Regions from separate parts of the Gossypium raimondii genome. Here region 2 is linked to region 1. Evidence: chromatin contacts called from public Hi-C data. All regions are on one chromosome and are shown on one strand. Each heading gives the region's core, a stretch centred on a gene start, on an enhancer-like site or on the middle of the called end of the contact. The rest is flanking DNA. Distances are from core to core; before and after follow the strand shown. Region 1 overlaps LOC105772298. Region 2 holds the start of LOC105772903.

What was found. Hi-C and Micro-C count contacts between places; a contact is called where the count stands out from the background.
Region 2: a Hi-C map of leaf shows a contact between it and region 1, with 5 times the contacts expected there. The contact joins the promoter of LOC105772903 here to the enhancer-like site in region 1. A contact is called at or near these places in 2 of 2 Hi-C or Micro-C datasets (both in leaf).

Annotation. Positions count from the first base shown.
Region 1 is chr6:18,456,897-18,462,104 of ASM2569854v1, reverse strand. It overlaps LOC105772298, which reads right to left. Exons shown (of 6, transcript XM_012593597.2): 6 at 2,677-3,931. The coding sequence ends at 2,813. It also overlaps the pseudogene LOC105772300. Among protein-coding and RNA genes, the nearest start is that of LOC105772298, 4.7 kb to the right of the region's middle. Within about 2 kb of position 3,009, the one cell type or tissue checked has open chromatin away from gene starts, as enhancers often do. A contact at or near this core is called in leaf, where this site is marked.
Region 2 is chr6:18,579,015-18,584,222 of ASM2569854v1, reverse strand. It overlaps LOC105772903, which reads left to right and starts at 3,182. Exons shown (of 2, transcript XM_012594393.2): 1 at 3,182-3,316; 2 at 3,637-4,180. The coding sequence starts at 3,647. The coding sequence ends at 4,033. LOC105772902 (serine hydroxymethyltransferase 3, chloroplastic) reads left to right here. Exons shown (of 11, transcript XM_012594392.2): 5 at 1-78; 6 at 188-310; 7 at 667-771; 8 at 888-974; 9 at 1,062-1,169; 10 at 1,576-1,648; 11 at 1,754-2,292. The coding sequence ends at 2,028. It overlaps LOC128041964 (a long non-coding RNA gene), which reads right to left. Exons shown (of 2, transcript XR_008197157.1): 2 at 4,161-5,208. It overlaps LOC128042197 (small nucleolar RNA R38), which reads left to right and starts at 3,446; the gene lies at 3,446-3,530.

The DNA of each region.
Region 1 (5,208 bases), core at 1,760-4,259:
GGGGAAACTGGCAAGTATATTTATAGTTTAAAGAACTTGTTGCAGGCAAATGCTCTTCGAATGGCTTTGAAGGCAAAGAATGTGAATGTCAGTGTATATGTTGGAATGCGATATTGGTATCCATTAACAGAGGAGGCCATTGAGCAGGTTCGTCTCTTAATAGCCTAACAAATTTGCGTGTGTTTTGAACTTGTATGATACCATATACGGAGAGTGAGCTCTTTTTGTTGTGCTTTTGTTGATATTTAAGGTTGTTGTTAAGTTGATTAAATCCTTACATGAGGGATACTCTTATTTGGTTATGCCTTTGAAGAACTTTATACCTCGTATATTAATTTGGAATTCTCCGTGTAGCATTGAATGATCTATCTTCAAATTCAATTCGGGTTATATACTGATTACCGATAAGCATTTATTATGTGCAACACAGATTAAGCTAGACAGGATAAAAAAAGCTTGTTGTGCTGCCATTATATCCTCAGTTCTCCATTTCCACAACTGGGTCAAGCATCCGAGTTCTCCAGCATATTTTCAGGTTGGTGTTGATAATTTGTGTTATAATTTTCTGCTTGACTTCATCCATCAGCGTTCCCCTTTGTGAATGGCTGTAATGCAAGTTATATTTCAGGGAAGATGTGTATTTATCGAGACTACCTGTTTCTGTCATCCTCTCTTGGTACCAACGACAAGGTTATATTTGTTCCATGGCTGACTTGATTAAAGAAGAATTGGAGAGATTTGCAAAGCCTGAAGAGGTTTGTTTGCTTACCGTATGGTCTAGTCTGTAATCTTTTATGCCTAAAGTCAAGGATTAGGATAATATGTATTCATTTGAACTTCAGGTCATGATATTCTTTAGTGCCCATGGGGTGCCTGATAGTTATGTTGAGGATGCTGGAGATCCATACAAAGATCAAATGGAGGAGTGCGTCTACTTAATTATGCTAGAGCTGAAATCTAGAGGAATTGGAAATGATCATACCCTTGCTTACCACGTTGGTTTTAGAACAAAGTTTCGGCTGTCACTCATAAAATAAGAAAAAAGTAATAAAAACTGTTATGCTCAACTTCTTCTTCATGCTTCCATACCAGATTCGAGTTGGGCCTGTGCAATGGTTAAAGCCCTACACAGACGAAGTGCTTGTTGAGCTTGGACAGAAAGGTGTGAAGAGTCTTCTAGCTGTTCCGATAGGTACATGAGTTGTTACTGAGGTAGGTGTGCTTTGAAATGCATGATTATGTAAGGGGAAAATATTAACTCTAGATCCATCTCAATTCCAGCTTTGTGAGTGAACACATAGAAACCCTGGAAGAGATTGACATGGAATATAAGCACTTAGCTCTTGAATCCGGAATCGAGAATTGGGGTCGTGTTCCTGCCCTAGGTTGCACCTCTTCCTTCATCACGGATCTAGCTGATGCAGTAGTTGAAGCTCTACCATCTGCAAAAGCACTGTCAGCATCAAGGGAAGCTGCTGAAGAAACCAACTACGAGCCAGTGAGATACCTTGTTAAACTGTTCTTCTGTTCGATCTTGGCGTTTGTTTTGCTACTATTAAGACCAAAGGTGGTATTTGCATTTAGGAATCATCTCCATTGATGAAAAAAATCATAAAAAAAGGTTTAATTGAAAGAGGGTATAGATAAGAATGAATGACGGAGATTTGTTTGATATACATACCATAGAAAGAGTGAAATAATAGTGGCATCCACAGAGAGTAAGAATTATGCTCGGCGATCCTCTAAATATTTGGTTCAACCATGGCTGCCATTATCTTTTGGTATGAAGATAAAAGCTGTGTACAACCACACTATATCCTCGTGAAGAAGATAAATCTGCCACTATTTACTTTAAATTTTTAAACCATGTTTCATGAATCGAGTTATATGAAGCCTAATCAAATCAAACTTGACGTCTAAAGAGGGATTAAAGAAGGTTACTTCAGTCTGGAGCATATTTCTAATACGTCAATTAATTCTCAAGAAGCCTCGTGTTTAGTTTTAGGAAATAAAAATCATTTTCGCTTCTCCAAAAACGACGAAAATTATAAATCAATAAAATATTGTTTTCATTGTTCTCACTAACATCGAAAATAATGACTTTGAATAAACTCAATATAAACACAAAAATATCTTTTTTTCTCAACAATCTTTCAAATAGGTACCAACCATGTTTTCTTTTCTTTTTTTATAAAATGAAAATTGTTTTCTAAACATAAAAACAGAAAATATTTTTAAAAACCAGACAAATCCTTATTTATTAAACACAGACTTAGGTACCCAAAAATAAGTTAATCAATTCAAATTTAAATAGTACAATTTTAAAGCATACTTTAAATTCTCTTTTGTTGTAATCACGGTATCTATAGTTCACCACATGGCAACTAACATTCTTAGATTTCAAATTGAAATAGCCTCAAATTGGGAGAAAATGGAGGATCTTATAACGAGTTCAAGCAAGGAAGAAATAGAATGATAGAAGCATTTAACATATAATTGGAGATGTTGCCATGTTTTTTATATAGTTGATGTTCAGCCCAAACAATTGCATTTACGGACAATATCCATTTTGCTTGCCTTAAGAGTGGTGAATTTTGGATTCAACCATAATATAAATGCATCATCTCAAATAAACCACTACTAATAACCACCTTGCATTTATACCAAAAGCACAAATAAACCAAATCCAATACCATTAAAAGCACATTTAAATATTCAAGTAAAAACACTCAACACACTCTAAGCATTGTCCTAAAAACAATGCAAAAACTAGACCACAAATTCAAAATTATAAAATCGTACTACGGCCAAATCAACTTTTGGGGGATGCCTTGGCAACTCCACCCTGGTCAACAGTTTTAGATGCTGGTGCTGCATCGTAATTTCCATTAGTGCTCCCACCAGCATTGTTGTCGGCTGGATATGTTGGAGGCTGTGAGTAACTACCACCATAAGAGGTGTTATAAGGTGCTCCATAACCAGCTCCATAGGTTGGGGCTCCATATCCAGGCTGGGCAGATGCCGCACCATAACTTGGTGGTTGAGCAAGTTGTGAACCTGTCTCTGGTTGACCATAACCAGAAGATGGCGGCTGTGAATGATATCCTGGCTGGCCATAACTTCCTGGGGTGCTAGGCGACTGTTGAGCCTGCCCATACATCTGGGGATTGGCCAAAGGTTTCTGCGTTTGTGGTTGTCCATATCCAGCTCCATAACCAGGCTGTGCTGGTGGCTGATTCCCATAGCCAGTTTGGGAAGGCGGCATTCCATAACCAGGTTGAGTACTTCCTGGAGGTGGATAACTTCCAGGGTTTGGGTTAGGCTGCTGACTAGTATTATACCCTTGTTGGCCTGTTGCAGACGGTTGGGTAGACGTAGGTGCCTGACCTGAATCCCCTTGACCACCTTGAGTTGGATTTGTCACATTACCGTAGCTCGAAGCAGAACCATAACTTTGCTGCTGATCGTATGATGATGGCTGCCCATAACCAGATTGATGGTATCCACCATAGCCATACTGAGAATAACCTTGTCCTGGTTGCATATAGCTAGAAGCTGGAGGTTGACTGTAATTGTAACCACTGTTATCAGCTGGAGTTACCGAATCACCAGAGGTTTGCTGCTGCTGCTGTGAAGGCTGTTGGTTATAGTAATCATAACCACTTGCAGCAGAGGTTTGCTGGTTTGGTTGTACAGATGACTGGTCCCAACCAGAGGCATATCCACCAGATGACGGTTGGGAAGGGTAGCCCCCATAAGGAGGCTGCAACATGTTGTACTGCGATGATGGGCCAGGATATGCCCCAGGCTGCAAATAACCATAACCAGGCTGTTGCATTGGAGGAGCCCCTTGGCCCCAGCTTGAGGCTGGTCTTGCTTGATAACCTTGCTGTGGAAATCCTCCAACCATTGATGGATTTCTCATACGGTTCTGCACAAGATCAATTCCTCAAATGACCAATATGTACTTTCCGATGATGATAGCACATAAACACATACAGCATTACAGAATATGCATATATATACAAGAGGCATATACAATATCAACTCAGCATAAAACTGCAAAAATAAACAAAATGTGTTCAGTGGATTTAATGGATTTGTACTATAGCATAAACTACGAAGAGTATAATGCCTACATACCGTATGGTCGGAGGAATTATTGAGTTTACTCCAGCAGAAGCCCATCATTTCCCTATTTGAAGTGAATGGGTGCAAAAAGAAAAAAAAAAAAAGAACCCCACAGATACTAATAGAAGCTTTTACATCATAGCAAAAGGAACTATGAACCCAATTGCCATATACAGGCAAGAAACTCTCACAGTTAAAAGTTCACTCTATATCATCTATCCAATAATCCAATTGATACATTTTAAAAAACAGAATATCAGATAAGGAATGCCAACGACCTAGATAGATCAACCAACATGCATTAAGCAAATGATTATCGCCTAGAACAGATCCTAGAATTCTCTGAACCAAAGAAGGGAAAAAAGCATTATAGGTATTACACTTATAAAATGAATATCTGCATTCAGATAAGGCGACTAACTGGTGGTCACAGTCAAGTTATGTTAAGATATCAAAACATGAACAAGGAATTCCCCTTTATGGTGATAAAACTTCAATATTTTTATCAAAATCTTAGCACAAATCTTTAGGAAGACTGAAGGACAATAACCATCAGTCTTCACCAAATTCGAACCATTCAGTTTGACCTCCATCCAAATAGTAAAAGACCATTTACCTTAATAATATATAAGAAAGCAACTGCATGTGAAGAGCTTGACAATTTGAACTTAACATGTAAAATTATAACTAAACCCATAAGATTTGATTTCAAGGGTACCAAGCAGTGAACAATGAAAACCACCATGTTATCCAGTTCCTAATATTAAGCTAGAACCAGAAGATTTTGATACAAAACAGCTACGAATCTCTTACAAAGTAGAGGACCTGCTCATCTTCCATTGGTCATTTGACACCTACAACAATTTCTCAACCAGCTGCCATAGCAACAAGGGTCACCACCAAAAAAACGTCTGCAACTCTCGAGATTTTACAAGTGGAACAAAGAGAAGAAGAGAAATAGATGATAATATAAAATCCAGTCCATATCTCAAAGCGACTGAATAACTACAAAGGGATAGCAAAAGCAGCTATAGAAGAATTATTCAGCATACTACCCGGAAGAAATATTATAACCTG
Region 2 (5,208 bases), core at 1,933-4,432, 120 kb before region 1:
ACCCTCTTTCGACCAAAACTCATAATCTGTGGTGCCAGTGCATATCCTCGAGATTTTGATTATCCTCGCATGAGGAAGGTAAGCACTGATGTGCTTGTTGGTTGTGCTATATAGTCTGCCATACTTTACTATCATTTAGTGACTTATTTTAAGCATTTAACTTATTGGAATTGATATCTGTTGGAAGATCGCAGATGCTGTTGGTGCATTTCTCATGATGGATATGGCTCATATAAGTGGCCTTGTTGCTGCTTCTGTAGTTGCTGACCCCTTTGAATATTGTGATATCGTGACAACAACCACACACAAGGTTTGGGATGAATATTTTCAAATGCTGTCTTGAACTATATGCATGTTAAATTCACTTCACATAGTGCTAGTTTTGCTTGTTGAAACATTAATATTTAAGGGTACTTGAGAAAATCTACTACCTTGTAGCATGGTAAATCTCGCTTGATTCTTTCCCTATTTCACTTGCCCTTGTGTAGCGAAGAATGTCTTCACGTTGTTTTGATCATGATTTAGTTTTCATGTGCATTAGAATTTAAATAAGCTGCTTTGCCAATAATCTCACCGATACTTGTATGTTCTAAATAGTACTATTACTTTGTTTGTGTTAATATGTCCGTTTGAATAACCTACTTGATTTTCTTTACTCATTTCCAGTCTTTGAGAGGCCCAAGAGGTGGCATGATCTTCTTCAAGAAGGACCCTGTTCTTGGAGTTGATCTGGAATCTGCTATCAATAATGCTGTTTTTCCAGGTTTACAGGTTGGTTTGATTGGTCTCCTTTGCTCCTATTACTAATCTGAATTCCCCATTCCATCCTTCTGCCGGCTTTCAAGTTATGAAACTAGTCATGAGAAGCATAATGTTTGTATATGCAGGGTGGACCTCATAACCACACAATTGGAGGACTAGCAGTTTGCTTGCAACATGCACAATCACCCGAGTTCAAGGCTTACCAGAATCAGGTACTTTCCTTCAAAGATGAGTAATAAAAAATAAAGAGGCAAAGTTATGTGGTGATTAAGTCAAAATATGGGTACTTCATGCTGCAGGTAGTGTCTAATTGTAGAGCTCTTGCAAGGCGATTGGTTGAACTTGGCTATACACTAGTTTCTGGTGGTAGTGATAATCACCTTGTGCTTGTGGATCTAAGGCCATTGGTAAGTTACCATCTCTGTGAGACATGCAAAACTTGAGTGGCATTTAGACTTGTCAAAATTGACTCAAAACCGAAAACCTGACTCAACTTGACCAACCTTACACAATTTGGCTATAAAAAGTCAACAATCTGAATCCACTCAACCCAAATACAAATTGATCTGAACTCGAATTTGACCTGAACCGAAAATAACTTGGCCCAAAAAGCCCTAAATAGCCCCAACCTAAATAACTTGAACCTTAAACTGACGAACCTAAAAATTCAAAAACCCAAATAAACCTGATCAAAACCAACCTGATCTGCCCAATTGACAAGTCTAGAGGCGTAGGATCTCATGTTTTTCTTATTCTCTTGTAGACACCCTAAACTCCTTTTGCCTCCTTTATATCAATGAACTCCTGCAACAGGGTATTGATGGGGCTCGGGTGGAGAAAATACTTGACATGGCCTCTATCACCTTGAACAAAAATTCGGTGCCTGGTAAGTTCTTCCTTATTCCCCTTTTTTACCGTTCATTTATAATTAATTTTTTTTCCCTTTTTATATGTATTTATACCAATCCTTGATACATCTCAAAATTTGCAGGGGATAAGAGTGCACTTGTGCCGGGTGGCATTCGCATTGGATCGCCTGCAATGACTACCAGAGGATTTACAGAAAAGGAATTCACGGCTATTGCTGAATTCATCCATGAGGGCGTGCAAATCACTATTGAGGCTAAGGGATTAGCTTCTGGATCAAAGGTCCAAGAGTTCTTGAAGTTTGTCTCGTCTCCTGATTTTCCGTTGACGGATAAGGTGTCCAATCTTTGTAGTAGAGTCGAAGCACTTACCACCCAGTTTCCCATTCCCGGCGTATGAGTGAGATTTAATTAGTAATGAGAGACCTGGGAACATTATTATATCATAACATGGTGAAATCCAACACTGATTTCTGGGTTTATATTTGAATGTTTCCATAGATTTATGAAAATTTTTGAAGTGTTGAGATGTAGTGATGAAAGGGGATGAGTAACGTAGGACTTAAACGTTGGTTTATGATGACAACCAGCAATAATTTTATCACTTTAAATGTGGTTTCTCTACAATATTAATACATAATATAAATAATTCATTATGATTCTATTTTCATGGAAAAAGAAAAACTTTTTAATTGAGAATATTTTAAATTTATAAGTGGATCGCTTAGTCACGCATTTCAAATTTAATATTTTTACTTTTAATCCTAGAACGTAGTATATTTATTTGAAATTTAATTGATAATGCCCTCAAAGATTTTTTATTTATTTATTTTAGATGGAGGGTTTGTTCAACTCAAAATATAAAATTTTAAAATTATATTTAATACAATAAAATATTTATTAGATTTATTTGTGTTTTTCAATTTAATAAGATAATTATTATATTTATAGTAGTGTTTTTAAATATGAAAGTTAGAAAGTTTTATTTTAACATTTTTTATTATATTATATATTATATTTAAATAAAATTAATCTAAAAAAATTAAACATGGGAAGTCGGGTCAAGCCCGAGTTTACTTTTCTTAAATTAAGAGCTTGAGCCAGACTCGGGCTTAAAAAATTAATCTAAATACCTTACATGGATCCGACCCAAACGCAACCTGACCCGACCTGACTCATGAGCATTTCTACTTATCATATATTACTATTTAAAATTATCACGAACAATTTTCTAAAAGGATATTACTTAATCCAACTTAATTAAATTTTTTTGTCGAAATTATTGGACTTCAATTAAGAGTAAAAAGATTATTATTATTTTTAAAATAATAAAATATAAAATGCTAAATATGCAAATAATATAGAAACTGATAGCAAACTTAGACGTAAATATTAGAAAAAATAATTAAGAGTACCTAAATATTAATTTAATCATACAATCTATATTACATTCACAAGAAGGCCGAAAGAAAAAAGGTCCATTTTATAAGCAAAAGCCTAAACATTTGAGAAAGCCCAGCCTTAAACCCTTAACCCGAAACAAAGGGCATATATATAATCATCTTTTACCCAATTTAGGGTTTCAAATAAACTCAGTCTCACACTCCTCCGCTTCGTTTTGTTTCTGCTTCTTTGTTTCCGTTCAGGAGAAAACCATATCGTAATCTCTTCTTGGATCTCACTGCGAGGTAGGAGGCACCAGTGATAATTACTTTTTATATCCATAGGACGATATTTCCTTCTCTGGGTTTTTCTTTTTTCGGGATTTAATCCGTTTATTCGTCGAAGATTCCTTGAAACAACTTTTTTTGAAACGATGTTGTGAATGATGAGAAAATTTAATATTATTACAGTTATCCCTGTCTGATTTCCAGTGCTGATAATGTGTTCTCTGACACAACATTCGTATTATTTTTTCTTTTAATAAATATATTTAATATTTCTTCAAGTTTCGTTTTTGTTGATTTCAGTTCTTCGTATGCTATAATTTTTTGTTTTGAAGTTGCAGATTCAACCTAATGGCGAAGAAGGGTTCTTCAACGACGCCTTCTAGAAAAGCAAAAAATAAAAAAGAAGAATCTGTTCCAGAACAGAATAATTCAGCTTCTAAAGTGGCTGGTAACGAAATCGACGAGATATTTGCAGGTAAAAAGAGGAAGAAACCCGACCCGAAAGGGTCCGAGAAACCGAACGGCGATGAAATTTCAAAACCCAAATCGTCGAAAAAGAAGAGTAAAAAGAGTAAAGAAACCAACAGGGAAGGAGGATTCAATGAATCTTCTTCTCGGCCTCGGAAAAGAACAGCAGATGGTTTTGCAATTTACACTGAAGAAGAATTGGGTATTAGTAAATCTGATGCTGGAAGTACGCCACTATGCCCATTTGATTGTGATTGTTGTTTTTGATAAATGGGATTTTGGTTTTAATTTAGTCTTTGTTACTTTAATTTTCAAATTTCAGAAATTTGAGGGTTTTAGGCTAAATATGATTGTTGTATAACGCAAGGCATGAAGTTTTTACATGAAATGCAAATTTTGATTCATTCTCTTCCATGAGCTGATTTTTTTTGTTTATTTTGATTACTACTCACACGAAAATTTTCAAATCAAAACTATTTGTTCTATTTGAGCTACAGATTGCGGGTATTTGTCAAGAAGGAAGCTAGTTGTAAGGGTGCTTCACTACAAACAATAATTACATCACCTCATTCTTGCACATTGAAGTAATGGCGTTTGAAATGTGACTTATTACAGCAGTTGCATCTACTTCTACTTGTATATATATTAATAATACCAAGTCCAGAGTTTTGCTTCCACGCTTGTTGCCTGTGGTATGTGTCGATATGATCCTTTTACCCAATTTCCATTGTGATCCCTAATAACTTCAGCTCCTCCCCTGCCAGGATTCCTCGTTGCCGAATTTATTTTACACCAAGGTTGGGTTTCCTCCATCTCAAGAACTTAACAGGATAGGCTACTCAGTAGTTGCACGTTCAAGAAATTTGTCTAGCCTACAAGGACTGTCAAAAGTTTTGGCAAAGATGAGATGGCAGGGTATTGTGGGTTTTGGGTACCAGTTCTTGTCGTTGAGGTTATTGTCAAGCCATACATGATAATACCATTCCTGGTTCTGCACTCGTCCAACGTTGTTATAATCCAAAACTCATACGCACTGCCTATTGTAAACTTTCTAGATTCTGTGTAATTTTCAAACAAGGGCATACCTTCCTTCAGTAGTTGTAATTGGCGTACTATGCAGTACACTAAGGTTGAGTTGGCAGTTGAGAGGAGAAGCTTTCCCATCTATTCCGGAGATGTCATTTCCTATTCGTCTCTCCTTAAGGGTCTGCCAATCTTGATCAATTACACAACCAAAACTTAGGTGAGTTTGGATGGGCGATTGGGTGCGGTGCAGTGCGTTTAACTTACTTTTTGTCTCACGTTACAGTATCACTACAGTATCTAATCTCACCACTATCGCTGTTTTTACACTAATCGCAAGTAAACTCACCGTCCATCCAAACCCACCCTTAGTCAACCGGTTAACCCATTGTATCCCCTCGACTTGTTCTTCTTAGAGC